5 separate regions of the Mus musculus genome follow, and all the other regions are linked to region 3. A link is a contact called in public Hi-C, HiCAR-type, Micro-C and promoter capture Hi-C data. All regions are on one chromosome and are shown on one strand. The core of a region is the stretch at or near the end of the contact, and the rest is flanking DNA. Distances in the headings are between cores, read along the strand shown.

Evidence for each region. Promoter capture Hi-C pulls out the DNA fragments that hold promoters and counts their contacts. Hi-C and Micro-C count contacts between places; a contact is called where the count stands out from the background. HiCAR-type assays count read pairs that join an accessible place to other places.
Region 1: a Hi-C map of B cells shows a contact between it and region 3, with 6 read pairs. The contact joins the promoter of Rtkn2 here to the promoter of Cdk1 in region 3. A contact is called at or near these places in 5 of 39 promoter capture datasets (the 3T3-L1 cell line, cranial neural crest, hippocampal neurons and 2 more), 1 of 484 Hi-C or Micro-C datasets (B cells), 3 of 115 datasets of contacts at active chromatin or transcription factors (embryonic forebrain, embryonic stem cells and large pre-B cells) and 1 of 9 other capture datasets (liver).
Region 2: a contact with region 3 is called in a HiCAR-type map of astrocytes, with 4 times the contacts expected there. The contact joins the promoter of Zfp365 here to the promoter of Cdk1 in region 3. A contact is called at or near these places in 2 of 39 promoter capture datasets (hippocampal neurons and pre-B cells) and 1 of 115 datasets of contacts at active chromatin or transcription factors (astrocytes).
Region 4: a contact with region 3 is called in a promoter capture Hi-C map of liver, with 2.6 times the contacts expected there. The contact joins the promoter of Ado here to the promoter of Cdk1 in region 3. A contact is called at or near these places in 4 of 39 promoter capture datasets (the 3T3-L1 cell line, hippocampal neurons, liver and 1 more), 1 of 484 Hi-C or Micro-C datasets (the G1E-ER4 cell line), 2 of 115 datasets of contacts at active chromatin or transcription factors (astrocytes and large pre-B cells) and 2 of 9 other capture datasets (adipose tissue and liver).
Region 5: a contact with region 3 is called in a Micro-C map of the G1E-ER4 cell line. The contact joins the promoter of Ipmk here to the promoter of Cdk1 in region 3. A contact is called at or near these places in 4 of 39 promoter capture datasets (cranial neural crest, embryonic stem cells, liver and 1 more), 5 of 484 Hi-C or Micro-C datasets (CD4 T cells, the G1E-ER4 cell line, embryonic stem cells and 1 more) and 4 of 115 datasets of contacts at active chromatin or transcription factors (astrocytes, epiblast stem cells, large pre-B cells and 1 more).

What each region holds. Positions count from the first base shown.
Region 1 is chr10:67,975,426-67,981,404 of GRCm38.p6, reverse strand. It overlaps Rtkn2 (rhotekin 2), which reads right to left and starts at 1,835. Exons shown (of 12, transcript NM_001359319.1): 1 at 1,593-1,835. The coding sequence starts at 1,631.
Region 2 is chr10:67,910,572-67,916,437 of GRCm38.p6, reverse strand. It overlaps Zfp365 (zinc finger protein 365), which reads left to right and starts at 3,776. Exons shown (of 5, transcript NM_178679.2): 1 at 3,776-4,067.
Region 3 is chr10:69,350,947-69,356,576 of GRCm38.p6, reverse strand. It overlaps Cdk1 (cyclin-dependent kinase 1), which reads left to right and starts at 3,665. Exons shown (of 8, transcript NM_007659.4): 1 at 3,665-3,741.
Region 4 is chr10:67,547,123-67,553,273 of GRCm38.p6, reverse strand. Ado (2-aminoethanethiol (cysteamine) dioxygenase) reads left to right here and starts at 4,319. Exons shown (of 1, transcript NM_001005419.2): 1 at 4,319-6,151. The coding sequence starts at 4,501. The coding sequence ends at 5,271.
Region 5 is chr10:71,345,055-71,351,168 of GRCm38.p6, reverse strand. Ipmk (inositol polyphosphate multikinase) reads right to left here and starts at 3,406. Exons shown (of 6, transcript NM_027184.2): 1 at 3,079-3,406. The coding sequence starts at 3,217.

The DNA of each region.
Region 1 (5,979 bases), core at 586-3,085, 1.4 Mb after region 3:
TTTGTTGCTTATCTTCAAGACCCAAACAAAAGCCAATTCTATGTTTTGATATTAGGATTAGAAATTACTATCTTGTCATATTTACATAAATAAGCCTTAATATATTTGCTATATATATTGAAATTATATGCATCATTCATACACACTCACACATATATACATATATATGTACACACACATACACACACACACATATTTCCCTTCCATACACTCAGCTCTGTTATCCTCTTTTCTCTTCTGTAGCATTCTTGAATGTCACTGTCGCACTAATAGCACACTTGGATGGCCACACCAGCACTCACACAATCCCCATAAGAAACTCAACAGATACTGGGTGATGGTGGCGCACACTTTTGGTCCCAGCACTCGGGAGGCAGAGGCAGGCGGATTTCTGAGTTCGAGGCCAGCCTGGTCTACAGAGTGAGTTCCAGGACAACCAGGGCTACACAGAGAAACCCTGTCTCGAAAACAAACAAAACAACAAAACAACAACAACAAAAAAAGAAACTTAACAGATCTCCATTTAGTTCAGTAGAAATAGAGGCTGTGTTAACCATCAACATAGGCGTGGGGTGTGGCTCTGCTGATTGAGGGCTTGTCTAGAATGCACAAGGCACTGGGTTAGAACCCAGCTCCACTCCATCTTAAGTCAGGCTCGGTGTGGCAGCCCTATAAAGTCCATAGTAGGAAAGTGGAGGCAAGAGGAGTTTTAGGAGTTCAAGGCTACCCTTTGACAAAGGCAAATAGGATACCTAGAATACATAACAAAAATAAGAAATATTTCACAAGAAAGTTGAAAGTTTTGTGTATGTTTGTAGCAAACACGTCTTGTGACTACTAATATGGTTTGCACAATAACTCAAACAAAGCCTGGCTCAACATTCCAGAGAATTACAGAGGACTTCCTAACAATACTGCATCTACTAAAGAAATTCTATGATCCTGCAGTATTCGCCTCGACCCACAAATCTGGCAAGAGTATATGGTTCGAACTACTATACTTCAGGAGCCGGTAAGAGGTGAAAATTAAAATTAAAATGAAGATGTCGCTACAAGGATATAAGGGGTTTCTTTTCATTAAAATACTAAAATAATGAACAGGAAGAATACTTTTAACACTTGACTGGGGTTCCCAAGAAATATTCTCGACTACACTAAGTGTAAAAGATTTTGAACATATTTTAGATAGCTAAAAAACAAACAAACACTGGATTCGTCCTCCTTTTTTCCTAGTATTTGTGCATGTATCCATGTTTAAACTTACACCTTCCTGGAAAGCTAAGAACATGCCATTTGAGCGTTCACCCCGCGGCGCCCCACAGTTTGATGCTGGCTCACACGGCTACAAGCAGCACCTTGCATTACACGCCCAGCTGCGCGGGCCGGGGAGCAACTCGAGCACCGACTCCCGGAGCATCACCTCCCCTGCAAGCCTTGGAAGACCGGCAGGTGGGATGGGCCCCGGCGTCCTCCTGTTGCCCCCGGCCTCGCTCTCCTCCTTCGGTGCACCCTTCAGGCGTGCAAGCCGCGGAGCTCGCCCGGCTCTCGGTCTCGGCCCAGGCTGCAGCTCTCCAGTCCCCTGCCTCGCTCACCTGCTGCGCGGCGAGACCCCTCAGCAGCTGCCCCTCCATCTCGGTGCAAGGCACGGCCGATTTGAAAAGCGCGCCCCAGGGCTGCAGCTGCAGATTGCACCAACCGCTCGGCCGTACCAAGTCTGGTCTGCAGGGGAACCCGGCCCACGACGCCGCGCAAGCGTACTAGGAGCCTCTCTGTCTTTAAAACAGCACGGAGACCCGAGACTCTGAACAGACCCTCTGCTACCGCAGGGCTTAAGCGAGGGCGGGGAGTGGGCGGGGCCTGTTGTGTGGTAGGCGGGGCCTAAATACGAAGAGCAAGTCCGGGTGGGTGGGGTCTGTGGCAGGCGGGGCCTGAACCCGCCTGGGTTTTGTCGGCTAGTGGGCGGGGCCTCAACTGGTGGGCGGGGTGGAGCCTTAGAGAAGGCTCGCCATAGAAATCTTTGGCAGGTGGTTTTCTTGTCAGGTTTAAAGTGCGCCTTCTTCTTGCATCCCGCCCGAAGTTGTTTAAAGGCATGAACTGACCGGACCCGACAGACCAATCAGGGATATAAGGATCCATTATCTGTCTCTCAAACATGGCTGCACTCAAAGATCATGCTCTTGAAGGCTGGGCAGACAGACACATTTTGCGAGTACTTCTGTCCCCGGGTTTGTTCGCTTCTAAAGTGACAGCAGACAACACTATCCAGAAGCCTGGTCGTTATTAGCACAGGCTTTTATTAAGAAAGAGGAAGGGGAGATGCTGAAATGCTGAACTCGAGGCCTTAAGCACAGTGAGCAACTGGTCCACCACTGAACTATCCAGCTTAGACTTTTAATTAGAGGATGTACACACCCTTGTAAAGTGTTTAAAATTACCCCTTGACATATCTTGTACCGGAAATGTGTAGGGCTTTGGACATTTTCCTCCTGAGGGAAGACTCTACCAAATCAACTCTCCTACACCACCCTCATTAAAGGCCTGGGCAAGGCTCCTTTTATAAACAGAATGACCCTGTTTATTTTGGGGACATCTCACTTGTTCCAAAGTGGACTTTCAATGATATGGTCATCTTACTTACAGACCTCCTTGTTAAAGCAGTCAGTTGAAAGATGGACTTCTTAAAAAGAAACTGAGTGTGCCAGTGAGATGGCTCAGCAAGGAATGGTGCCCACCTAATGCCAAACCTCCCCGCCTAAGTTCCAATCCCCAGGATCCAAGTGGTGGAAGGAGAGAACCAGCTCCCAAAAGTAATATCTACATATGCGCCAGGACATGGGCATACCGCCCCCCTACACTGAATACAGAGGGGGGGAGGGAAAATTTGTGTGTATGTATATATACGCATATATGTATAAATATATATGCATATACGTATAAATATATACATATGTTTATATGCATATAAATATATATGATATATACATGTATGTTTATATATGTGTGTATACATACATATATGTGTGTGTGTGTGTATATATATATGTATATGTATATATTCCTTCCTCTCAAATGGATAAGTGCCTGGTTGAGAGGCTCTGGACTAGGTGATTCTAGAAGCTGCTATCCAGTTAGGAGTGCTTTTCCTCTTACTTTTGCAGTCTGTAATGACCCACCGTTGTAAAAGCACAAGAAACTCAAAATTACCAACACTCAACTCACACAGGTGCCTCCAAACCCAGGTCTGAATTCCATTCTCATGAAGTGCCCTTTGACCTAGCGCACAAGTCTCTTGTGCTGCTGCTTTGTGGTGCAATTATGCACTACAAACATGAGCTGCAGGAACTGGGCATTACACCTGACTCACAAACAAAAACATGCACACACACACACACACACACACACACACACACACACACAGACGAAATAGACACAGAGAGATGATCTTCAGACATGCAGCGTTTACCACATAATATACACTGTATTCAAACTCAGATTAAAACACCCTGAGAGAGAAAACCAAAATGATACACCAGTTTCAAATTGATCACCAATGTGGAAATACTGGTGGCTGAGTATCGCAGGTTTAATAATCCTAGGAAGAAATCTAGAAGAGGATGTGTGTGGGTTCTTACCTATAGACTATAGATAGTTGCTATGAAAGACCTTTCTCTTTGTAGAAGAAATGATGTGGGCCTATCTCTTTCTAAGTCATCAGGGGATGTGTCCCGGAAGTGCTTAAGCCAGCTGGTGATTAAAGTACCTCAGAATAGGATTTCTGTTTCCTTATTTATCCTCAAGCTTTTTTTTTTTCTTTTTTGTTACTGCTAGTTTCAGCAAACATAGTTCTCTTTGATGTCTGCAATGCATATAAAAATAGAACCAGCCATCAACACGCCAGAAGCTTAAAGAGTGGTAGCTGAGGATGCGCCCCACGTGGCAGGATGCTTGCCTGCACAAGGTCCTGAGTTCATCTCCCAGCTTGGCTTCAACTGGGCGTGGCAATACATGCCAATAATCTAAGTGCTCCAGAGGTAGGGCCAATACAACCAAAAGTTACAAATTATTCTTGCCTACAAAGTGAGGTGAGGCTCCTGTGGTTTCAAGAGACACTGTCAAACATAAAATAAAACTGGTTAAAGAGTTCACAAGAAGTAGTTGTAGTCATTTGAGAACTTATTTATCTAGCAAGGTAGTTATTTTACAACTAAAAGAAAATAATAAGTAGTATTATTTCATTTTTACTTATTTAAGGTATGTGAGTACAATGTCACTCTTCATACACGCCAGAAGAAGCATCGGATTCCATTACAGATGGTTGTGAGCCACCATGTGGTTGCTGGGAATTGAACTTAGGACGGCTGGAAGAGCAGCCAGTTCCCTTAGCCACTGAGCCATCTCTCCAGCCTCAATAAGTATTATTTTTAAGTGTTTGAGAGCCAAGTTGAGGCATCCTTCAACTCTCCTCAGGCTCTCCAAGGATATGTTAGGTAGCCACCCACATGCTTGGGTTTCCTTCAGCTGGAGGTTGAATAATAGGATCATTATTATAATATCATTATATAATACCATTATCATGTGGGCATTATTTATACTAGCTACAACATATTGAGATTAATTCATAATTAAATAGTGATAGAAACAAAGCAACTGAATAAGGCAATAAGTGTCAGAAAGTCTGTTTTCCTAGATTATTCTTCTTTCACTGGCTTGAAACTTACAGACATCCCCCTGCCTCTGCCTCTGCCTCAAGTGTTGGGATTCAAGACATGCCACACTGCACCCAGACCCTTTGTTTTTTTAAAAAACATAGTTTATTACAGAACAGGCAACTTTTGATATTGTTTTTATGTCACTGAAGAATCTCAAAAGGACTCCTATTTGAAAATTATCCTGGAGGACCACTGAGATAGTTTAACAGGTAAACTGGCTTCCTGCCGAGGCTGAAAACCAGAGACCTGTCTCTGACACCCACAGGGTAGAAGAACAGAACTGACTTCCATAGGTTGTCCTCTGCTCACACAAGTGTTGTTACATACGAATGCCCACCCTACCCCCAATAAATAAGCAAATGAATAAATAAAAAGAGTATTTATTAATTTAATGAAAATTGCTTTGGGGCTTTCTTTACTCATCTTAAGTTCATCTTGTAGATTATGGAATTAAAATGAACTCTGTAAAGGAGTTGTACTTTGTATGATATACAAAAGAAAAAGGAGAAATGGGGAGAGAGAAAGAAGGAAATGGAGGAGAAAGAGGGAGAGAGGAAAGGAGATGAAAGAAATGGAAGGAGAAGGAAGAGAGAAGGGCAGGGGAGAGGGAGGGAGGAAAAGAAGGAGAAAGGGAGACAGAGAGACAGAGATAGAGAGACAGAGAGACACACACAGAGAGAGAGAGATTCTTTTAATGAATAAGCCATAATCTACAAGCAGCTGAAGCAACATATAATCTTACAAAGGATATAGGATGCTGAGTCTGAGGAACCTAGCCCTAAACACCGGGGAGGCTGCTCAGTTTTCTTACCTGTGAAACAAGAATGCTAATAGCTGTCCTGTTTTTTTTTGTTTGCTTGGTTTTTTTTGTTTTTTTTTGTTTTAAGTTGAGACAGAGATAGTGAGATAAGGTTTTTGAAAGTGCCCTGTAACCTTTTCATCCCATAAACACAACACTGAACATAAACACATTACTAACAGAGGAAGAACATACCAGTTCCTAAAGTCAACCGTTTTAGACCTAAAAACCTCTAAGAATGCAATGGGAAACACACACACACACACACACACACACACACACACACACACACACACACACACACACACACACAGAAATATTCACGATACATCGCCTACCACTGGCAATATTGAGAATATGTGTGTATGGGTGGGGGTGGAGGTGGGGCTGGTACACACCTATCATCTGAGTTGTTCTGAAGGTTGGGGGAGAATTAAAAGTTTGAGGCCACCAGAACAATTTATCCAGCCA
Region 2 (5,866 bases), core at 2,527-5,026, 1.4 Mb after region 3:
GAGTGGCTAGGTGAGCCAATCCCACACAGAGTCATCCACTGTTGGGTCATATTTATATCCTTTCCGAACATCACGTGTTCTCTCAAGCATCCGCTCTAGCAAGACATCACATGACCCTTTTTCCAGGCAGCTTAAAACACCACATGTCTGTTCTCAGCAAAAGATCCTCCTCTGTGTCTGCTTCAGCAGAAACATCCTCTCATAAGACAGTTTCCAGAAAAACATCACATGACACTGAGTCTCCAAAGAAATCAGACATTTCCACTTCAGAAGACCTCCATCAAGAGGGGATACTTGAGCTAAGTCCTGAGGGATGGAGAGAAGTTAGACTCTTCAATAAAAGGACATCAGTCACGTAGCTATTTATTCAAGCACTCCTTCTTCTGAGAAGGAGTGAAATTGGTAAGACACAAGAAGTAAAGGAAACTTGTAAAACACAGGAAGTAAAGGGATTGTACAAGGCCCAGGAAGTAAGTAGAACTTCCAAGGTTTGGGAAGGCCCTCAAACTTCCAGAGCTAATGCTGATTCAAGAATTACCAGGAGGGTTTGTAAAACCCTATATTTCTGGGGATTCACTGCACATGATACACCACTAACACACGTTTCTATGTGTATGAAACATCACCAATAACACACATTTCTACCAAGGGTCAGATGCTCCAACTACTAGGGGGCAAAGCGCACTTCAGAAACCACTTGGAGCCAGGCGGTGGTGGCACACGCCTTTAATCCCAGCACTCAGGAGGCAGAGGCAGGTGGATTTCTGAGTTCGAGGCCAGCCTGGTCTACAAAGTGAGTTCCAGGACAGCCAGAGATATACAGAGAAACCCTGTCTCAAAAAACAAAAAAAAAAAAAAGAAAGAAAGAAAGGAAAGAAAGAAAGAAAGAAAGAAAGAAAGAAAGAAAGAAAGAAAGAAAGAAAGAAAGAAAGAAAGAAAGAAAGAAAAGAAAAAGAAAAGAAACCACTTGGGTTAAATTAAGGTCCTGTGGACCAGTGCCAAATCTTCCACAGATTCAACCCTGCACACAACCTCTCTATAGTAATCTTTAAGCATTTCAAGAAGTGTTTAACATCTCAAAGCCTTCAGGAAAAGGCAAAGTAAAACTACCTTTGGCTACCACCTCAACCCCAATCAGAATGGCTGCCATCAAGACATCGGACAGATGTAGGATAGGGTGTAGAGAAAGAGGAAACTTTATTCACTGCTGGTCCAAGCTCAGACTAGCACAGCCAAATAGAACAACCAACGGTCCAGCTCTAGGGCTCCCAGAACTCTACATCTCATCTGAAAGACACTAGCACATCCATGTTTATTGCTGCTCTATTCAGGGCAGTGGGGGAATGGAACCCATCTGGATGTCTATTAACTGTCGAAGCATACAGAGGAGTTAATACATACACACAACCGGATATTGTTCAGTGGTAAAGAAAACAAATCATGGCAATGGCAAGCAAATGCCTAGACCTGGAAAGTGTATTCAGCGAAGCTACCCAAACTCAGAAATAAACCAGTTCTTCTTCCTCATAAGCAGGTCCCAGTCTATAATATATGGGGGCAAGTGTAAGTGTGAAGATAGTCTAAATTGTAGGAAGCATTTTGACTCTACAGTTGACCCGTGCAGATCTTCCCTGCTGGACCTGGAATCTGAGGCTCTGAAAGAACAGGGCGGACTAGAGTTTGATGCTGAAGACATCCTTACTTCAGTTTCTGTGTCTTTTTATACACAATGTAACAAAGAAAGGAATGATCTGAGGAAGGTTGTTATAGTTCAGAAAACGTGATCAGAAAAACGTGTAAATAAATACCAGTAAGCACACACTGAAGATTAACAGCCCTTTCTCAGGCTGGGCCTGTTTAAACACAATTACCTGGCCTATACTAAAGGCTACATCTGGGAACACACGAAAGCAAGGCAGAAGGCCGTATCCAGAATCAGAGTACACTGACCAGATTGGGTTCTATAGCTATGTTCTGACATCCAACAAGAATAAGCTTGTCGTATAAACTGAATGTAAATGTTTGTCACAGTGGGCATGGAATCACGTCCCAGAACAATCCAGGGAACAAGATGCCCTTGAGGTAAATGACGATCTGCCTTTTCTCCTGGAGTCCCTCCCATAGTCCCCCAAGACATTGTTCACAGTGGGTTCAGTATTCCAAAAAGGGGACCCAAAGGAGAGTAATACTGGGTGGTTAGGATGGAATACAGTCAGAAGGGCACAAGTCATGAGAGAGGATATAAAGTGGTTTTTGTTGTTGTTTTGTTTGTTTCAACTCTGTCATTGTTTTTTCTTTGATTGTGGATATGTTAATACAACATTTTGTGTATTGAAGTAGCCAGAACTACATATGCATCCAGGAAAACCCAACATGCCTTACTCCCTTGTGGCTCTGGTTGTAGGTGTTGGCTTTGTTTTAAAGTCACCGACCCTCAGCTCATTGTGAAGTAGCCATGGCTTTTCACTGACATCTGTCACACTGGCCTACTTAGAGGTGAGCTTTAAAAAGGTATTCTTAAGGAAGAGTTATTCTTTTTCTTTTGCACCTGAAAAGATTTCCCTCCTTTACTTTCATCTAAAATCATTCTTTATCGAATCATTCTGTCACGATGCAATTTAATATGGAAATTGTATTGATAAATGTAAAATATGGTTTAATGAAGAATGTGATAATATTTATGCCATTGTTAGAAAAAAATGGCCCTAGGAAGTCTTCGCGCTTCACCTGAAGTGGAGACATTTCGGGACCAAGCAAGGCAAACAAGTTGCCTCAGTGTTGGGAGAGGGCTGAGTTCTAGACGTTGGGTCCCTTGACTCTCCCAGGTCATACTTAGCATCCTGCCCCAAAGGTAGTCAGAATTAGCTTCCTGCTGTTCAAGATGATGGGTGCACCCTGACTCTTGGTTGTGTGCAATGCACACTCAGACCAAACTTTTTTTTTCAGCTTAATAAACAGTTGGAATAAACGTGCTCAATTTAGAGAGTGACCTAAGATAGTGACCGCAAGAAGCATAACATTTTCTGAGAGAGCAAGCCTCTGCGCAGCTGCCAACCCCCGTTTTGTAGGAGTCACTCTCTGGTACTGCTTTCCTGAATTTTACAGGCGTGCACCTGTCATCAAAGTCTTAGTATGAATATCAGTGAAAGAACGTTGACGACAGCCCAGCAGCTGATTCGAGCAGTGTAGGTCCTTTGCAAGAGCAGTATGTGCTCTGAACTGCTAAGCCATCTCTCCAGCCCCTTAAAAGCAGGTTTAACAAAATAACACACACACACACACACACACACACACACACACACACACACACACACACACACACACACACACACACACACATCCCGAAATTTCAATTAGGAAATGAGATTTCTCAGAAGCTAAATCTTTCCTCCACTGAGAGACTAGTGTTGGGGGCATCCTCTCAGTGAGGAGGCCTCAGGGTTTGGCATTTATGTTTCTTAACTTCTACACTTTTATTATCTTTAGTTTTGTTTAACTTAGTCCCAGGACACTACTACCTTCCACGGCTGGAGTAAGCTGGTCCTGTGCCCCCCCCCCCCCCCCGCCAGGTTGCCTGGATGAAGTTCTAATATAAATAAATATCAGAGCCTTCCTGCTGGCAGCTCTTTCCAGGGGCTAGCCAGCTAGGCTCCATCTTCACGCCCACTTTCGCCGCCCCTGCAACTGGGAGCACTTGCCTGGGCCTGTAGCAAGACTAGGCTGGGCAAGACTGGCACGTGTCCCCGCCTCCCTCCCCAGGGACCATCCTGCATCCCTCCCCGTGATGTCAGCGGAATCCTGAGCTGGAGTGAAGGGAAAGGCCCAGGATCTCCCGCTAGAGGGGCCCCGATGGGGTGGACCCAGGGGTGGCTGCCCGGGGCCGGAGCACCAGCCTCGCGTCCCCGGGCGCCGCCCCCGTGTCCCGCCCGCGCCACGCTCCGCCCCGGTCGCCGCTCGTCCCGCGTGGGAGCCGACCCGGCTCAGCCTGATTTACGGCTCTGCTGAAAACCGCTCGCACGGCTCCCGCAGCATCAGCACCGGCGGCTGCAGCGGCAGCAACAAGTCCGGTAAGTGGGCTCGGCTGGAGCCGTGCGCCCGCGCCCCCTGCTCCGCCGACACGCGGGGAGGTGGTCCCGGATGCGCAGCATCCTGGGGAGTCGGGACCGTTGGCTTCCCCACAGCCACTTGCACGAACTCGCGTGAGCACGAATCCACGCAGTCACCAGCGGGAGCGGGGGCTAGGAAAGCCGGGACCCCCACGCAGGTGCTGCCCAGCCTGCCCAGCTCTGCACAGGAAATCGAAACCCTTTTTGCTAACCTGTGCCCTAGGTTTCCGCTGGGCGGATGAAAGCCTTTTGCTGGGGGTGGGTGGTATATCTCGTCTCCCCCATCCAAACATCCCCCCCCCCACTGCTGCTATAGAATCCTCTCTTCTTATCCCTGCACTCCATTGCAAGCATCTTCAGCCCTAGGCTGGGCCAGGGTTTGCATCCTATTGACCAACCCAGCGCAGCACAGGAAGGTTCTCCTTTGCTGGGGTCCAGAGACTTTAGTAACCTGGAAAATGTGCCTGCCTGGCGGATCAGGCACCATTTCTATCTCAGCATCTGGAGGCAGATAAGGGTGTAACACAGACACTTCACTCTAAGATGCACCCTAAGATCCGGGCTCCTTCCCTGTGGGACCCAGTGCTCCTTGTTGCCATTCTTGGAGGAAATAAGTACCACGACCCTTGCAAAATTGGGTTGTAAGAGTCATCTGTTGCTAGGGCAAAGGGGATAAAGATGCAGAGGCAACAAGAACTTCCTGTTTATGGAGGAGTTATGCTGACGCCCACCTGGTTCCAACACTCTAGAAGTTGTCGCGCTAAAAACAGCATCAGAGGCAAGGCGCATCCACCCAGAACATTCTATTAGCTTAGGATCTTGGCCACGGCCCTGTTTATATCAAATAATACCGGACACTTCGGGTTTCCAAATTTCAAAAGATCGTTATTGTTATGTTAACGCTTTGATGTATGTCATCATACCAGTAACTAAAAATATTAACGGCATGAACAAACCAAGATGACAAGCAGACGCGTGTCACTAAACCTGATGAATCAAGTTCAATCCCCAGGACACACATGATGGAAGGAGAGAACCCATTCACACAAGTTTTCCCCAGCCTACACACACACAGACAGAGTCACTCACAGAGTAAATAAGGAATGCTATTTATTAAAAAAAAAATCTAAAAAAACATTTGGTTGAAGAATATTCAGCTCTTGATGTGTTTAAAGCCACTGTGCTTAGTTTGATCCATCCTTCACAGACTTGAAAAGAGACTGCCAATGGACTCACAATTTATGTGCGACCCGTGTCTATGTAGCATGCCAAATTCAGGAGGGCAATAAACTTGAGTTCTGTCTCTGGACCACTCTCCTTCCTCTCCGGGGCTTTATTATTTCACCTCCTCTCTCTAGCTTTTCATCTGCATATGAGCGTTAGCCACCTTTGCTAAGCTAGGCTGTTGCTGGATTAGAAATTCAGGCCCTAGCATCTGTATCCCACCCTGCAGAAATACCATACAGTAGAAGCATCAGATGATACAGAAGAGAGTAGATGTAGCTGCCTTTGACAAAGGGGTTTAGGTTTCAATTTCCACATAAAAATCAACATTAAATATTATATATGAAATAGTTGCTTTAACCCAAGAAGGCTGAGCTGATGTAGTCACTATGGAAATTAGCCTGGAGGTTTTTCAGGAGACTGAAAATAGAAATATCATATGACCCAGCTATACCACTCCTGGGCATATCCCCAAAGGACTCTATATTCTATTACGGAGATACTTTCTCATCCATATTTATTGTTGCACTGTTCAC
Region 3 (5,630 bases), core at 2,416-4,915:
AAATGCCTTACAGCTGGATCTCATGGAGGCGTTTCCTCAAGGAAGGCTCCTTTCTCTGTGATATCTCCAGCTTGCGTCAAGTTGACACAAAACCAGGTAGTAGAGGGAACCTCAAGATAATACCTTTATAATATCCGACTATAGGGCATTTTCTTAATTAGTTAAGGATGTAGGAGGGCTCGGACCATTGTGGGTGGTGCTCTCCTGGGACAGGTGCTCCTCTAAGAAAGCTGGCTAAGCAAAGCCATGGAGGGCAAGCCAATAAGCAGCACCCCTCCATGGCCTCTGTAACAGCTCCAGGCTCCTGCCCTGTTTGAGATCCTATCCCGATTTCCTTCTATAATGGACTATGATGTAGAAATATAAGCCAAATAAGCCCTTTCATCTCCAACTTGCTTTCGGTCATACGTGTTTCATCATAGCAATAGAATGCCTAACTAAGACACTTATTAATTTTTGAAATAAAGAGTTTTATTTTATGAGGACTTGTCTTCCCAATGCCCCACAGAATTTCATTTGTTTCTTTTAACTTTAGATGTGTCAGTGCTTTGCCTGTAAGTACATTGGGGTGTCATGTCATTCCTGGCTTCCTAGAGGGTCAGAAAAGGACATTGGTTCTCCAGGAACTGGGGTGACTAATGGTTTGAAGTCTCTATATTGGTGCTGGGAATCAAACCTGGCTCACCTGAAAGAGCAATAAACGCTCTTAGCTATTGAATCATCTCTCCAGCTCCCAGTATTGTGTTTTTAAATGAACATGATATTACTCAGCTACAAACCCTGTGACCTACAACAGTAACCTGTCTATAAGACACAGTGGCACAAGAGTGACACATGTTATGGAAGTAACTACATTGTGATAGGACGGAAGGCCCACTTCATGAGATGGATCTCTTATCTGACACTGTGAAAGTGACCAAGGACCTAAGACTAGGTAAGTTATGGACCTAGGGGGAAACCAAATACTATTATCCTGCTAAAGGAACATAGCAATAAAATGACTGCTAATAGCATACTTCTATACACATAGATAAGTGCCTAGCTCAACCCACATCAGAAAAGCTTCTTGCACAGAATGGGGAGATGGAGTTAACACAGAGACTCACAATTGGACAATGTGGCCATAGTGAGAGACTTTGGAGCACCCAGTCCTAAATGAGATGTGTTCATCAGCCCCCATAGCCTCAAGGCTCACAGATCTATACGGAAGAGGAGGCAAAAAGATTGTAAGAGTCAGAGGAGATGGATGACTCTAAGGAAACCATGTCTTTGAGACTCACTTGGACTCACAGAGACTGTGGAAGCACACGCAAGACCTGCATAGGGTCAAGCCAAATAGAGACCCATCACGGAGTGGGGGAAGCAGACATGGGCTCCCATGCGATAAGCTAGTTTATTCTTCATTCTGATGCAGGTCTTCTAGCCTGTATTAGTCTTGTCTAAGAGGATATGATGTGCCTTCCTCCTCCTATGAAGTCCAGGCAAAGACAGCTGCCATCCTAGACTGCCCCTCATTATCCTCAGCTCTGTCATGCTGCTTCACTTTTTTTTTTATTAAAAAGGGTTTATTTTAATTATGTGTGTATGTCTGTGTGTGTGCACATGTGTGTGTGTGTTGTGTGCATTCGAGTACCTATGCAAACCTATGGAGATGAGAAGACAGAGTGGACTCCCTCAGAGCTGGGGTTACAGGCATTTACAAGGATGCTGGGTTTGTTTTGTTGGTGGAGGGATCTGAACTCCCATCTTCATGATTGTGCGCAAATGCTCTTAATGGCTGAGCCATCTCTCTGGTCCCACACCACACTGCTTCATTTTCTTGAGGAGTTGAGAATCTTTTCAAAGTGGAGCACAGCCTCTTTGAAGGATGTGGTCTGAGGGTGGTGGCAAGATAGAGCTTTTGGTGTTGACTTAGAGCCGATAAAACAGATGACATTTTGTTTGTTCATAGATTTGTGAAGGTTTGATTTCTAAGGAATATTTAACATTTAAAAAAAAGATTTATCTATTTGGTATACAGTATTCTACACACATGTATGCCTGCACACAAGAAGAGGGCAGCAGATCTCATTATAGATGGTTATAAGCCATCATGTGGTTGCTGGGAATTGAACTCAGGACCTCTAGGAAGAGCAGACAGTGCTCTTAACCTCTGAGCCATCTCTTCAGCCCAATATTTAACATTCTTATGTGGAGATATGTCAAAACATTTAGTGTGTTATCATTGTATACATAATGAATACATAAGTGTATAATCACAGAAACAGGCTGGCATTTTTTCTTTTCAGTTTTGAGGGTGTCTTTCAGTGTTTCATTGGTTCCTATCCTCTTGTCTTCTTAAGGTACTTTAAATGTGATCCTTCTGCTGGCTGCTAAAAACTCATTGAAAAAAACATAATCTGCAGGAACACGGGAGAGCTGGAAAATACATCAAGTTACCTGACACAGACATAGAGAGACAGACACTTCATGTTCTTTCTCATAGGCGGATCCTAGCATGTAATGTTCATATGTTAGTGTGTATATAAGGTTCCAACTAGAAAGGAAAGGCTGCCCGAGTGGGGGGGGGGATTAGAGTCATGGACATGGTGATAGGACACAGAGGGCTATGGGCTTGGGGGCGTGCAGTTACGAGGTGCGGGGACTAGGGTTACTGGGAGAAGGGATGAGAAGAATTAACACAGACCAATATTGTCTGAAAATTCCATAGTGAAACTTAATATTATATATATACATATATTAAAGGTGTGTGCCACAATCCTCAGATATATATATATATATATATGTATATATATATATACACACACATATATACACACACACACACATATATATACACACATACATATGTAAACTAATATATTATATATTAATATTATATATTATTTATATTATCCCAGCTTAATATAGAATTTTGAAAGGCATAATCATAAAGTAATTTTAAATGTTAGCAATAGCCAGGTGGTGGTGGCAGCACACGCCTTTAACCCCAGTACTCTGGAGGCAGAGGCAGGAGGATCTCTGTGAGTTCAAGGCCAGCCTGGTCTACAGAGCAAGTTCTAGGTCAGTCAAAATTACACCCAGAAACCTTGTCTCAAAACAAAACAAAATAAAAGTAAGAAACTCTTTTTTTTTTTTTTTTTTTTTTTTGGTTTTTCGAGACAGGGTTTCTCTGTATGTGTAGCCCTGGCTGTCCTGGAACTCACTCTGTAGACCAGGCTGGCCTCGAACTCAGAAATTTGCCCTGCCTTTGCCTCCCGAAAGCTGAGACTAAAGGTGTGTGCTACCACGCCCAGCTAATAACAAGCTCTTGATGTAGTGGTACTGTCACTTTGGTGGCTGGCTATCTAAATTCAATGCATTTGAATTGTGTTAGTCTTGGAGGGAAATTACACACAGAAAGGTAGCTGGAGAAAAAAGAGAATAGATTAGACTGTCCAGAAACAACAGGACGATATTGGAAGGAAAACAGAGCTCAAGAGTCAGTTGGCGCCCGCCCTCCTGCAATTCCTCTGGCCGCGGTTTCCGCTCCCTTTCGCGCTCTGCGCTCCCAGGCAGCCCCGCCCAAGCGTAGCTCAGCTCTGATTGGCTCCTTTGAACGTCTACGTGCAATCGGATTGGCGGATCCCGGGAGCTTTACCGCGGCGAGTTTGAAACTGCTGGCACTCGGCCTCTAAGCTCCTGGAGTTGCTGCGTCCGCGCAGTCCGGAACTGCGGTGTGGCCCCAGCCGGGACAGAGAGGTATGGCGTGAGTCGGACTGGGTGCAGGCTGGGCCTGCGGGGGCTCCACGGGATCTGGGGGTTCCCCCGGGGAAGGGCAGGACATCCATGTGAGCCTGGGGATCCCTTGTGGACGGGTAGGGCCTCCACGTGAGATCTTGGTCTCCTGTGGACGGGTAGGGCCTCACCTAAGTCCGGGATCCCTTATGGTCGGGCATGGCCTCCCTGAGCCCGGGGTCTGGGGTACCCTATGGATGAGCATGTCCTCATCTGAGGCCAGGGTCCCCTATGCAGGAGCATGGCCTACCTGAGCCTGGGGACACTATGGAGGAGCAGGGCTCACCGGAGCCTGGGATCCCTATGGGGGGGGGGGGCAGGGCTCACCCGATCCAGCGGTCCCTTATGGAAGGGCAAGGCTCACTTGAGCCCCGGGTCCTGCGGACGTGCAGGCCCCTACGCGAGCTCCAGGTTCCTGCAGACTGGATGGGCCTCGCTGGAGTGGGCCCGGGTGTGGGCGGGGTGCCAAGTTATGTCCCAGGCCCTGTTGGCTGCCAGTGTGGAGCTGGGCTGCACCAGGCCAGCTGCCTTCGGAGGCCTTAAGTCGGTACTGCCGGAGAAACAGACCCGTGGTCGTTTAAAAAGCTTATTCCTACCAAGGTGCAGAACCAAGAAAGTGTAGGATCGTTTATTTTTAGTTGCCTGTGCTAAGGCCACAGACTGTACCCAGGCAAAGAAGGAGAGAGAGGGAGAACCGCGGATGCCTTCGCGTCCTTGATCGTCTTAAAACATAAATACCGATGAAGGTTCTGATGTGCGGGCCACCATCGCCTGCCCCCAACTTGGATACACTGGGCAGCTTTTAACAGCAGGCCCGGGAGACTGGAAAATGTTGGAAGGAAATAAGCCCAGCTTTCAAGACATGTTAACTCTTTGCTGTCTGTGCAGAGGTGGTTGAAACGTTTAATGCTCTATAGTTATATTAAGTCTCTGTATTGAAGAAAGGGGGTTGGGGGGGGATGCGTTGAAATTTCCTAAACATAATCTCCATAGTTGAGAGTCAATCTTATGTGTCTGAGAATCCCCAGGGTTCAGTGGGATGCCTGGCAGGACCCTTGGACGGGTTTACATTTTCCTTCTGAATTTTTATCTGTTGAGCCGCTGCCTCCTTGTGCAGTGCCAAGAGCTGGGATTCCTGGCTGTGCCCCCACACCCCATGGAGTTGATTTTACTGTGGAAAGAGATCTGTAAGGAACAGCTCACGAGAGGTCAGCCATTCCTTGATGCTCATTCATAAGGATCTTGTCACCCGTGGCAGAGGGCTTTCAAGGAGAAGGCACACCTTTTTCCTACCATTCTTTGTGAGCCAAGAAATTGTTTCTCCCTTGTTCGTGATATTTTTCAAAGCATGATTAGCAAACACACTGTCTTAGCGTTGTTGGGATGAAACACCATGACCAAAGCAAAGGAACTTGGGAAGGAAAGGGTTTAGTTGTCTTGTACTTCCACGTCACAGTTCGGCCTCAGAGGAAGTCTGGACAGGAACCTGGAGGCAGGAGGCCATGGAGGGGGCTGCTTCCTGCCTTCTTTCACATAGCTTGCTCAGCCTGCTTTAAGAACACAGGACCCTATATGCCCACGGATGACCCCACCCACAACGGGCTGAGCCCGCCCCCATCAATCTCTAATTAAGAAACTGACCTAAAGACTTGCCTCCAGCCCCATCCTATGGGAGCATTTTCTTAACTGAGGTTCTCTCCTCTCAAGATGACTTCAGCTTGTGACAATGTGACCTGGCCTAAAGCTAGCCAGCACAGCACAACACCTTCCATTCTTTCTTCTAAGGTGCTTATGGACATTTCTTTCTCTTTGAGTACCTTGAGTGGGATTGTCTGTGGCTGCTTTTGGGAAGC
Region 4 (6,151 bases), core at 3,070-5,569, 1.8 Mb after region 3:
CCTGTGTTGAGAGCTGAGCTGAGGCTAGAAGCACAGAAGTTACATGATGCGTGGAGGTTATAAACAGGACTCTACAGAGTGACCTAGACAGAGCTTGGCTTACTGGTAGAGCTAGCTCTGCAATGCTTGTGGGTCTCGAATCTTCACTGATCTTTGCTTCCCTGAGAGAGCTACAGCTGACAACTTCTGGTGTTCCTGTTGGTCCCTCCTGCTGACTAGAGCTGAGGCCTGGCTGGCTGTCTCTACTAGGTCATGTCACCACTGTTGCTAACCGAACTCTACCAAACTAGACTACTGATATCTCCATAAAGTACTTGCGAGTAAATCAAGCTGCCGCTGTCTTCTAACCAGTAAACTGAACTACAGATTTCCAAACAGCACAGCAAAGTTGCTCCAAGCAACCTTTCTAAACTGGTCCACTTCCCCTTATCCTTTCTTTTCTACTCCCTCGGGTAGGTGGTGGGTTACAAGGAAAATTAAAGCTTTTCAAAACCATCATTGAAGATAAAATTTAAAGAACTTAAAAGTTACACTGTCATGCCTTAAAAAACACCTTTTTATCTGAGTCAGACATCACTTCAAAAAAAATTATTTAAGTGTATGGGTGCTTTGCCTGCATGTAGTTGTGCAATTCATGTGGCAGTACCTGAAAGGCAAAAAGAGACTGTCACGGTCCCTGGGACTGGCATTAAAAGATGTTTGTAAACCATCACATGAGCACTCAGAATAGAACCCAGGTCCTCTGAAAGAGCATCCAGTGATTAACTGCTGAGGCTCTTAACTGTCATGCTCTGATAGTTTTCCATAGCTACTTTTTTGAAACTTGGAATAAACCCCTGATAACTGAATGCAAAGTAAAACACCACACACAAGCACCAGACCATTCTATGGCCCTGTTCAATTGTCTCTGAATGCTTACATCAGTAAGAAATCTCCCATTCCGAGTCTCCGTACTGCAGAACACCCTGCTTTGCGGACTGTCTGCTGCTGCTGTAACATTGCCAGACTGAGGAGTTTATAAATGAAGTTATTTCTCGTGGTCTGGAGGCTGGGAAGTCGGGGAACATGGTGCCATCTGGCAATGCCCTTCATGCTATAGCGTAACATGGCGGAGGGTAGTATGCTATGTCTTAGCGAGATAAGTGTAGTGTCACATAGTGAGAAAGACAAGCATGCAAACTCAGTCGCTATCTTCTTATAACACCACCGATGACATCATGGGACTACACATCAATCTATGTACCTCCCAAAGGACTTTCCAGCTATCATGGATGTATGGATTTGGGTATTGCATGTTCATTGTATGCTCTTAGAGATGGGCACAGTTGCTAGTAAATTCCTTGGGAAACAACACCTTGTCTCTCCTTGTTCCTTGTTGAGCCTCCAAACACTAAGTTTTGTAACCACTAGATACTATTTATTGACAATATATTCCACATATCCCAAACTTGTTCCCTGCCATGCATTTTCCTGACTTTTGTTACCATTTCTTTTTTTTCTACCCTTCCTTTGGTTTTCACTCTGCATACCGCAAGACGGAGAAATGAAAAATAAAGACTATTTTTAAAGGCCATGAATACAGTCTCCTGCCCAGCTGTGCTACTAACAGTGGGACAGAAAAGCCGAGCAAAGCCCTTCTGGTGGGCAAACCCACTAGGCTCAGTTATCCTCCTTCCTTGGTGCAGCTCTGAAGGACAGCATCAAAGGGAACTGTGAAGGCCCTGTGACTTATAAAGTACCACAGGCGGACACCCACTGGGTCTCCAAAACTTCAACACACAAAAGATTCTCCTGCAGATTTTAATGTAATTTGGGACGAGCCCTTTGGACAAGCACCCCCAGTGTTTCCTATGCAGGTTGTCTGGAAACTTTTATCAGCTAGCAGATGAAAAATGAGGGCCTGAGAGGAGCCATTACTAGGTCAAAGCAAATAAAATAACCTTGAAAAGCTCTGCTCTGAAACCGGTAAAGTCCACATTCCTGCTTTAGCACTCACTGAGTGCCTAAACCTATTGGTCTCTAAAGGGTAACTTGTAGCCACTGAAAAATCTTAATAATACCTATTGTCCTGTGGTAGTTACTCTGTTCCCAAAGGCATCATTGGGCATTTGCATAAGTATCTAACCTTCCAGTTGACAGATGAAATACAGCTTCCTTCATGTAACTGCAGACAACTATTAAAGAGGGGGTGGGGGGCGTGGAAATCAAGCAGGCTGTATGCTGCTTAGGTCTGTGCTCTTTGGTGTCTGTTTCTCCTGCTAACTACTCTTTATACAAGTAAAGCCAGTAAGCAAAAAAATCTGTATGTGAAAACAAAAGAACTTTCTCTTAAATATTCCTTACTTTACAAATAAACTGCATGGGATTTCCTTACATGATGAACTTCCATAGTGCATTTAAGGATGGCACACCACCAGCTTCTAAAACACAAGTAATCTTTTTGTTTGTTTGTTTGTTTGAGACAGGGTTTCTCTGTGTAGCCCTAGCTATCCCTGGAACTCACTCTGTAAGCCTCGAACTCAGAAATCCGCCCGCCTCTGCCTCCCGAGTGCTGGGATTAAAGACGTGCGCCACCACTGCCCGGCTCAAACACAAGTAATCTTAAGGATCCATTTACGTAGCCAAATAGTTGCTCTTACTGTGGAATGTAAATGGGGTTGGCTCACCATTTACAGATCTCACAGTGACACCCCCCCCAACATGGGTGCTGAACCTCGAACCACTTCAGTGGGCACCTCTCAACCAGAATTCTATCCTTCACCCCAATACTGAATCAGAAGCCCTGGGGTATAACGTCTAGAATCGCCCTTTAAGCTACCGAGGGACTTTGGGTGAGAAACAATGACTCAGAAGTCTGGATGCATCAAACCCAGCATTCTTTGGAGGAATGAACTGAGGACTTGGAAAGGTACGCTGTGCAGAAAGCCACAGCTTGTGAGCACCACAATAAGCTGCAGAAGCTACGTCCTTGTGTCCCTTGGTTCCTTTTACACCAATTCAAACTGTGTTTCGTTAAGTTGCACTTACGTCTTTTCCAAATGCGCACCTGCAAATTAATCTCTCGTGTACAGGCGGGGAATAATACAGTCAGTGCCTACGTCTTAAAAGTTTCTGTGAGGGTATTACTAAGATAAAACTCATTATTTAATGTATTTAACAAGGTACCTGGAATACCACACTTACTGGCTAGGATGCAAAACCCACACACACATACACACTAAAAGCCTGCCTTCTTAACTGAAAAGGATTTCCTGGGCCACTGCAGTTATAAACCCATGTTTAATTCTGAAAGTCCAAGAAGACCTTAAATTCAAGGGTAAGATTTAAATTCATAATATCTACTATCTTCCTTTGCCAGCCACCACCTACGTCTGCAAAAAGTCCAGAGAATAATCACTCTGCGGTGACCTAACTTCATAAACCAGCCCGATAGTTGCATTGCTCTAGAGACTCATGACAGCGATAATCTATTCTGACAAAACGCCCCTTGCCCCTCAACTGGTGTTTCTCGGGCGCCCTACGGATGGATAACCACTAGTATACAGAACCCTTGGCTGTAGCAAATGGCCTCTCAAAGCTTCCCGCTATCAGTGAGTCAAGGAGCAGCGTCATCAGGCCCAGAGGCAAACAACAGCTGCGCACAGCTGTGCTGGGTGACCGCTTTGGTTACCCGCCCGACCCCATTCACCTCCTAAGAAACAGAAAAATAGACAAGCGCCATCCACAGATCTCCACGGCGCACACAGTGTGGCCTACGAGCAGCTAAGGTTGACCCCGAAACCTCATTCCTAGGGAGCAAGGGTCAAAGGTGACCCCGAGTGACCCAGCAGGCCCTAGCGGCACAAGAAGGTTAACGACCCTCTTGTGCCGTTTTTTTCCCAGCGGCGAGAAGCCTCCACCAGCTGCCGGAAGTATGTCACCCCGACTGCGGGGATGGCGGGAGTTGTAGTTAACTGGCTATATCTCTTGCAATAATAGTTCAGTTTTATCAAACAAGTAAACACCCTGAGGCTCTGCAAAACGAACGCGCTGCTCGCTTTCTGCCAAGTTCTTAAAAAAATCCTGGTTTCCCCTGCTCCGCAGGACGCGTTCGTGCCCCGCGCAAGCGCAGGCTCGGACTACACATCCCAGCGTGCCTTGCGGCGCTCCCGCCGCGCCCGGCTGTAGTCGTTGGTGTGGGCCGCGTGAATGGAGCTCCGCGCGTGAGGCAGCGCCTGGCACGGCCCGCGCCAGCGCCTGTCTGGGCCCCGGAGCGTGAGTGCGGGTAGCGGCCGTGCGCGTGCGCACTCGCCTTCGCGCGCGGGCAAGCGCCCGACCATTGGCGCGCTAAGCGGGCGACCGTGCAAGGCGGCCCCGCGCGCCCCGCTGGCCGGTTGTTGCGGGGAGGTCTCCCGCCTGGCGCGGGGGTCCGCGCGGGTAGCCGTGGCGGCCGCCGGAGACCGCAAGGGGCGGCGCAGAGGCGGAACGGGCCGGCCGCGAGCCGCGCAGGAAGCGCCAAGCATGCCCCGCGACAACATGGCCTCCCTGATCCAGCGCATCGCTCGCCAGGCGTGTCTCACCTTCCGCGGCAGCTCGACGGGCTCCGAAGGGCCGGCGCCGGGCTTCCCGGAGAACCTGAGCCTGCTCAAGAGCCTGCTGACCCAGGTGCGCGCCGAGGACCTCAACATCGCGCCGCGCAAGGCGCTGCCGCAGCCGCTGCCCCGCAACCTCCCGCCGGTCACCTACATGCACATCTACGAGACGGAGGGCTTCAGCCTGGGCGTGTTCCTGCTCAAGAGCGGCACGTGCATCCCGCTGCACGACCACCCGGGCATGCACGGTATGCTCAAGGTGCTGTACGGCACGGTCCGCATCAGCTGCATGGACAAGCTGGACACGGGGGCCGGGCATCGGCGGCCGCCGCCAGAGCAGCAGTTCGAGCCCCCGCTGCAGCCCTTGGAGCGGGAGGCCGTGCGACCGGGCGTGCTGCGTTCCCGGGCCGAGTACACCGAGGCCAGTGGGCCCTGCGTGCTCACTCCACACCGGGACAACCTGCACCAGATTGATGCCGTGGACGGGCCAGCTGCCTTCCTGGACATCCTGGCCCCACCCTACGACCCGGAGGACGGCCGGGACTGCCACTATTACCGTGTAGTGGAGCCCATCAGACCCAAGGAGGCTTCCGGCTCTGCCTGCGACCTTCCCCGAGAAGTGTGGCTCCTGGAGACACCACAGGCCGACGACTTCTGGTGCGAGGGAGAGCCCTATCCAGGCCCCAAGGTCCTACCTTGAAGCTCCTGCCGCCCGGGGAACTGTGGGCCAAAGATGTACCCTGCCCTGCTCAAGAAAGGCCTGGCTGCCCTCTATCTTCCATAAGGGCTCTTCTCTCCGCCCCCTCGCCTGGACGATGGATTTACTGGAGTGACCAGCGCCACATCTTGAGGAACCTTGGGGAACACGGCCCACTGGAGTACAGCCACCACCGGGCACGGTTATGGGGGCGGGTGGGCGGAAGGCTAGGTTGATTCCTGGTATCCTCAGTGCCACCAAGGCTTTGATTTAAGGGAACCGGGCAGGGACCCTAAAGCGCTTCCATCCTAAAGCCATAATGAAACCATTTTTGTTTCTCATTCTCTACAAAATACACTAAGTAGTTTTGAATCCCTCTTCCCTTCGGTGACTCAGATTTGTTTTCTCTCCTGCCCACGATTGCTCCTTAATAGTTTAATTTATTACTGATTGTGCATGACCTTGAATTGTTCTTGTTTTCTTTTTTTTTTTTTTTTTTTTTTTTTTAGTTATTCGTTTGGTTAAAACACACACACAAACTACTCAGCATCTAAAGTGAGGAGTTCTGAAAAGACATCTTTCTAGCACTGGGGTTCACCCTCATAACTGTGCGTGTTGAGGACGATGTCTTTCCTCCCCTGGCTTGGTAGCCACTTCTGGTGTACTCAGGTAACCTTTAGTAAGAAGGTCACATACGCGAATTCTCTTGTCAGGCCCTTAAAGCTCGTCTTTCCCTTGGGTCTCAAGATCTGTCGTTTAAACAAATTTTTTTGTTGCTATTGGGGATTTGCCTTTAAAGCAAAGACGATTATTATCCTCAGCTGACTTTTTCCTTGACGTGCTTCAAAGATGATACAATAATTATGTGTTTTCTAACCAGACG
Region 5 (6,114 bases), core at 2,157-4,656, 2.0 Mb before region 3:
GGTGTCAGCTCAAACCTTCCCCACAGACCACCACATCTCTGCATACCTCCTTTGAGCCACTTGTTTAAAATGTTAATTAAGGGCTTCTCAGTGAAGCCAGTGGTATGGGATAAAATATAAGAACAGAAAAAGATTGAACACAAACATTTGAGAACACCGGGGATTTCAACTGATACAGTCTATTGCGTTTTGGTGGTGTGGTGTGGTGTGGTGTGCAAGAGGAGCTATGGTGTCCAGGAATGACCTAAGACATCTTCTGCTACAGCAGACACAAGCACATCTCACCAGAGAGGAACCGGTAAGCAAATTCTGATTCGAGCACTCGGTCGAAGACAACTGTTCCAAAGACTGAACGACAGGGCAAAGGAGAAGCTCCCAGAGGCACCAGGCCACCAGGCAGCAGTGTGTTTGATGAGGGTAACTGTCACATCGCCCGCCAAGGAACATCTATACAGAAATGAACATGGTTTAACAACAAGATGCAGCCCAGGTCAAAAAACAAACAAACAAACAAGCAAACAAACAAACAGTGTGTGCCTCTGGAGTGTCCGAGTAAAGGTTCAGAATGCTGTCAGTGTGTATAGTTAAGTGCCCCAAAACAATGGCCCAGGGGCACTCAGAATGCAGGTGGCAGCTATTAACCCTAGGGCAACCAATGAGGGGTGGCATGATTTTCTTTTCCTGTCCTTGAGACAAGATCAATCCTAAAATGAAAACCCCCGTTACAGTGTATAGCTGCAGTTAAACATGACAATGAATACAACCTCTACAAAGTGTTCCCCAGCTTAGTGAGGACTAAGGCGGTGGTGGCCCCTCGGCAGTGTGCTGGGTAGGATCTAAACAGTGGCTCTCAACTTGTGGGTTGTGACCGCTTTGGGGGCAGAAAGACCCTTTCCCAGGAGTCACCTAGGAAAACGTGGATATTTACATAACGAGTCATAACGGCAGCAAAATCACAATCAGTCATGAAGTACTGATGAAAGCAGTGTTATGGTGGGGGGGTTACAACAACAGGTGGAACTGTATGAAGGGTCGCAGCATTGGGAAGGCTGAGAACCACTGCTCAAAGCAATGTGACCCATCTGTGACAGTGGAAGGGAATAATAAAAATGGCTGAACTTTGAACGGCTGACTACCTTGCTATCTATTTATGAGCAGGGAAGAGGACTGGTGCCGTCTCCAGTGTAAACATCTGAGAATCCAAGGGGAACAAACATCAGGCTGCGGGCACCACAAGAACCTGTTCTCTCAGTCAAAAGAATCTAGTGAAATTGAAAACAAACAAACAAGAAAACCCTTAAGAGCAAAACTAGGGACTACTTTCTCTGAAATCTCAATCGTTTTTTTCAACGAAGCAGTTCGGGTGAGAAATTAGCTCTTTCCAGGCTGTTTGTTTGGGACATGGTTTAAAGTCACAATCAGGGCACTCTGGAATTATTCACCAGTTGGCTCTAAACAGGGCGCTAGCATTGTAAGCTAGTCCCAGGTGCCAATCACAGATGATCTTGATTTGGGTCTGTTTTTTACATAGTCTCCAGGACCTCCAGGGAATTAATCACTTTCTTAGGCCTTTAGGAATCCCATTGTTTCGGGTCAAGCAGACTCCAGATATGATGCACAGAAGGAAATATCTTAGCCAAGAACCTCAAGTGTGCAGTTTCCTAACTCTGATGTAGTCTTTCAACATTTCCTGATGGCAGCTGAGCTCCAGGCTGTGTGCTTCCCACAAGCACAGTAAAGGGTGGGTGTTGGTTTGGTTCTGGGACAGTGTGTCAGTGTGATGCTTAACCAGGCTTGTCTTAAAATGCAGGTTCATGCCTATACCCTCAGCTTTATATCCAAAGTTCAAGGCCTGCCTAGGCTATAGTGAGTTCCAAGTGGTACTTAGGGAGCCCTGTCTTTAAAGAAAAAGAGGAAGTCCTCGGGAATGTAGGTCAGTGGTAATGCTCTTACCTAAAGTCTTAGACTCAATCCTCTATACCACTGAAGAGAGAAAAGAAAGAAATTTATTGCCTTACCAGCCTAAACCTGAAACGCTTTATCAGCAAAACACATACCCACATACCGTCTCTAACGGTTGTTCCGGGTCAGATATCCACAAGAGTCCCAAGTTCACCCTACACTTCATATGACTACCGTGCCCAAACGCTGTGAGTATCGGACTGAATTACAGTCTCTGCCCTGGAGTGGACCCTGCGCTGTTTCTACAAATCTTGAATTCACAAAGCACATAACAAATGCCAGGGAACAGTCTATAAAGATGAATAAGGAAAGAATGCATATTTTATATGTGTACTGTTCTCGGGAACAGCCAGTGTGAAGCCTACCCAGGAGGCAAGGATCTGCACCGCCGAACCACGCCTCCCAGCGCAATCAAAGACACTGGAGAATCCTTCTCAAGGGACAGGGAGTGATCCTGGATGAGCCAAGGCAAGTTTAAAAACATATAGCAGTTTGCTTTTGATTCCCCTCCTGCGACGGGTTAGCATCAAGCATCTGGGTCCCTCTAACAATTACTATTCCTGGTAATAAACAGAGCTTGAGCTCCAGAGAGAATTTACTTCCCGGTCCAGAAAAGAAAACCAAGTTCCTTATTTTTACTAACGCCTTCTCCAATCATCACTCGCCTTCCCTGGAGCGAAGGGGCACGCCTCTCCGCGCCACTAGGAGCCTGTGGCTGCTCCTGGGGGCGCCCGGCTTCCTACCCCCGGGGACAGGGGACACTCGGGACAACGGGAGCCGGTGACTCTAGGCTGCGGGACGCCTGGGGCCGGGGACTGCCGTGTGGGGACCAGAAGAGTCGTAGACAGCTGTGACCGGGATGGGAGGCCAGGGAACGCCAGGGTGGGGACAGAAGAGCTGGGGACAGCTAAGACAGTGACCCGGAGGCCTGAGAATGCCGGGGTGGGGAGAGTGGGGACCAGTGACTGTAGGGGTGGCGACGGCTAAACCCACAACACCACCGAGGCTGGGGACAGCGGAGGCCGGGGACTGCCAGAGCAAGGCACGGCGGAGGCCGGGGACTGCCGGGACAGAGCACAGAGAGGACTGGGGTAGGGGACCCGAGGCCGCACTCACCCACTTTGTCCTTGCCGTACATGTGGCCAGCCACCTGATGCGACAGCGGCACGCAGCCTCCGAGCAGGCGCGGCACCGGCGGGCTGTCTCCGGTGCTTCCCGGCGGCCGCAGGCGCAGCGCTGGGGGCTCGGCGGCCATCGGGGCGGCGACACTCGGCGTCAGGCGTCAGGGAGGACCGGGGCGGCATCGCCCGCGCAGGCCCAGCGCGCGGACCCATGCCGAGACCGCGCTGCCCGCTCCGCGGCCCGCACTCTGAACCCCGGCCGCCCGCGCCCGGGATAAGGGCGCCGCGGCCCCGCCTCTGCCCGCCCCCTGTGCGCTCCGGCCGGGCGAGCTCCACTCTGAGCATGCGCAACAGCTACTCGCCAGGATCCCGCCCAGCGGTGCCGAGCATGCCCAGAGGCTACCCTACTGGATCGGGGCCAGCTCCACACTGATCATGCGCAGAAGCTACCGGACCAGACCTGCTCACCCCTTCCACGGAACACGTCCAGAAGGTAGACCAGCGCCAAACTGAGCGGGTCTAGAGTCCCAGCCCGCTGCCGACCTGCACTGAGCATGCTCAGAGGCCGCAGGATGGGACTTGTCTCAAATGCCCCTGCTTGCATCATTACCAGCAAGCACTTCAGGGAGCGAACTGGCGTCCGGAGTCCCTATGTGAAAAACTCATTAGACCTAGGAGACCCGCAGCAGAGCAACCCAGAGAGGTGACTGGTTAGGGGCAGACCTCCCACAACGCCCTGCCCTTTCAGATCAAAGAGACAGAAGCATCCTGACTGAAGATGTCTCTTCTCACACCTTCCAGTTGGCACCCTGCCCGACCACTACCTCAGAGTACTCATGACAAGTTTATGTGTTAGACATTGACAGTCATCTTAATTCATTTTTTTTTTTCTTAAGCTTGTTAATTGTGCTCAGGGAAGCCAAACGAGTGGGGTTTCTTGGAACTGGAGTAACGGGCATTATGGGCACACCGATGAGGACGCAGGGAATCAAACTTAGGTCCTATGCAAAAGATATATTGCTTTTAATCTCCTTTAAAAAAATTTTTTAATAATGCTTTTTTTAAAGATTTATTTATTTATTTATTGTCTGTGAGTACTCAGTACACTGCCACTGTCTTCAGACACCAGAAGAGGGCATCGGATCCCTTTACAGATAGCTGTGAGCATTATGTGGTTGCTGGGAATTAAACTCATGACCTCCGGAAGAGCAGGCAGTGTGCTCCTAACTGCTGAGCCATCTCTTCAGCCCCAAGGCTGAATCTCTTAAGTGCCAAACTCTGGTGGAAACAGAGTAACACAGTTCCTGCTGCTGGTACAGGGCCCTGGTGTGAGCCTCCAGATGTTGCTGAGCCCTTCGTGGAAAGTGTCCAGTGTCTTCTGTGGGCATAAGGCTTGTTTGTGTAATAAATAATGTACATGTTTTCACATCCCTTCAGGGAATGTCCTCTCTCTTAAGGATAATGACTCCATGATAATCTAAGACAGCATGAGTATTACAGGAGGCAAAGGTGTGGCTAATGTTTCAGCAAAATGGTAAACCCAGGACCTTCAGGATGCAATATGAATTATGAGGGGCTTCAGGACTCTAAAGGAGCAAAGACAACTGCACTAATGAGCCAGCTTGTCAGAAAGATACAAAGACAGGCAGATTCCTGAGTTCAAGTTCAGCCTGGGGCACAGCAAATCCAAGCTCAGGTAGAAATGGTCTTTTCAGGAGATCCACCCAGCTAGCTGATCCCACCCAGCTAGCTTAGCAACCGTGTGTAACACAGCAGGCAGATCTCGGAATTCTTTTGCAATGTTAAAAGAAAACATGTGCTTGCTGTTTTCCTAAGAATCAAAGGGGTGGGGTCAGGGGATGCTGATTCATAGGATAATCAAAAGAGAACCTGGAATAAATAATTGAATTGAGGTGTAAATTTAAAAAGAAAAATGAAAAAAAAAAAAAAAACAAACCAGGACTTTTGAGCTAGCAGACAGCAATAACAGTTCTTTAGAATTTCCTCTAAGCGGGGCGTGGTGGCGCACGCCTTTAATCCCAGCACTTGGGAGGCAGAGGCAGGCGGATTTCTGAGTTCGAGGCCAGCCTGGTCTACAAAGTGAGTGCCAGGACAGCCAGGGCTATACAGAGAAACCCTGTCTCAAAAAACCAAAAGAAAAAAAAAAAATAGAATTTCCTCTAAGGAGAGCAGAGCTGTATGGAGATCTCTGGAGATCGAAAACAGCTCTTCAAGAATATTTTCTTGAGAGAATTTCCGACTTGGTTTGAAGATCCAATAATTTTTTGTAGCAGTTTTTCCTGATAGCTTCTAGTTTTACTAGCAGAGAAAGCTATCTCAATCAGAATTTGTAAAATAGCAAGAAAATCTGTCTACATCAGAGCAGAACACAGAGAGAAAAAGAGAGAGAGACAGACTGAAGGAGGGAAAGAGGGCGGGCAATTTGGAAAGCCATCTTAGCAGAACCAAGGCCGCCAGCTTGGACCCAAGTCGTTTGTTTTCGCCGCTCCCAGGCACCCCTTCTCTCAGAACCCCTCTCCATGCAGAAGCTGGTCCTAGGCATCTAAGCCACTGCAGCCTTCTAAATCGTTTTTCTAAGTGGACAGTCTACTTATGTTTATTTATTCATGGCAATGCTGGGAATTGAAGGCAGAGTGTTGTGCATGTTGGGCAAACACCATACCGTTGTGAAAGCAGAGAGCCGCTGAGCTGCTTCACCAGCCGAAGCAAGTTGTTTTTGTTTTTGTCTTTCTGGGACTTTCTGGATGCATGAGTGGCAGGGTCAGAGGCTGAAGGGATGGAGGCCCAATGTGGCTAGAGGAAGCTCTAGACACAGCTCCATCGATGCCCGTGTGCCTGCACTGGCATCCTAAGGCAAAATCTGTCTTTGCGGGACCCACAGTGGAGCTGGTCAGATTTGCAGGACCCACAGCTGAGCTGGCCACACCTTGTGTAACTTATTACCAAAAGTCAAAGGATCGGCAGGCCATCGGCCGACAGTCCTGCAGGTACTTGTCCTGAGTCACCTGAA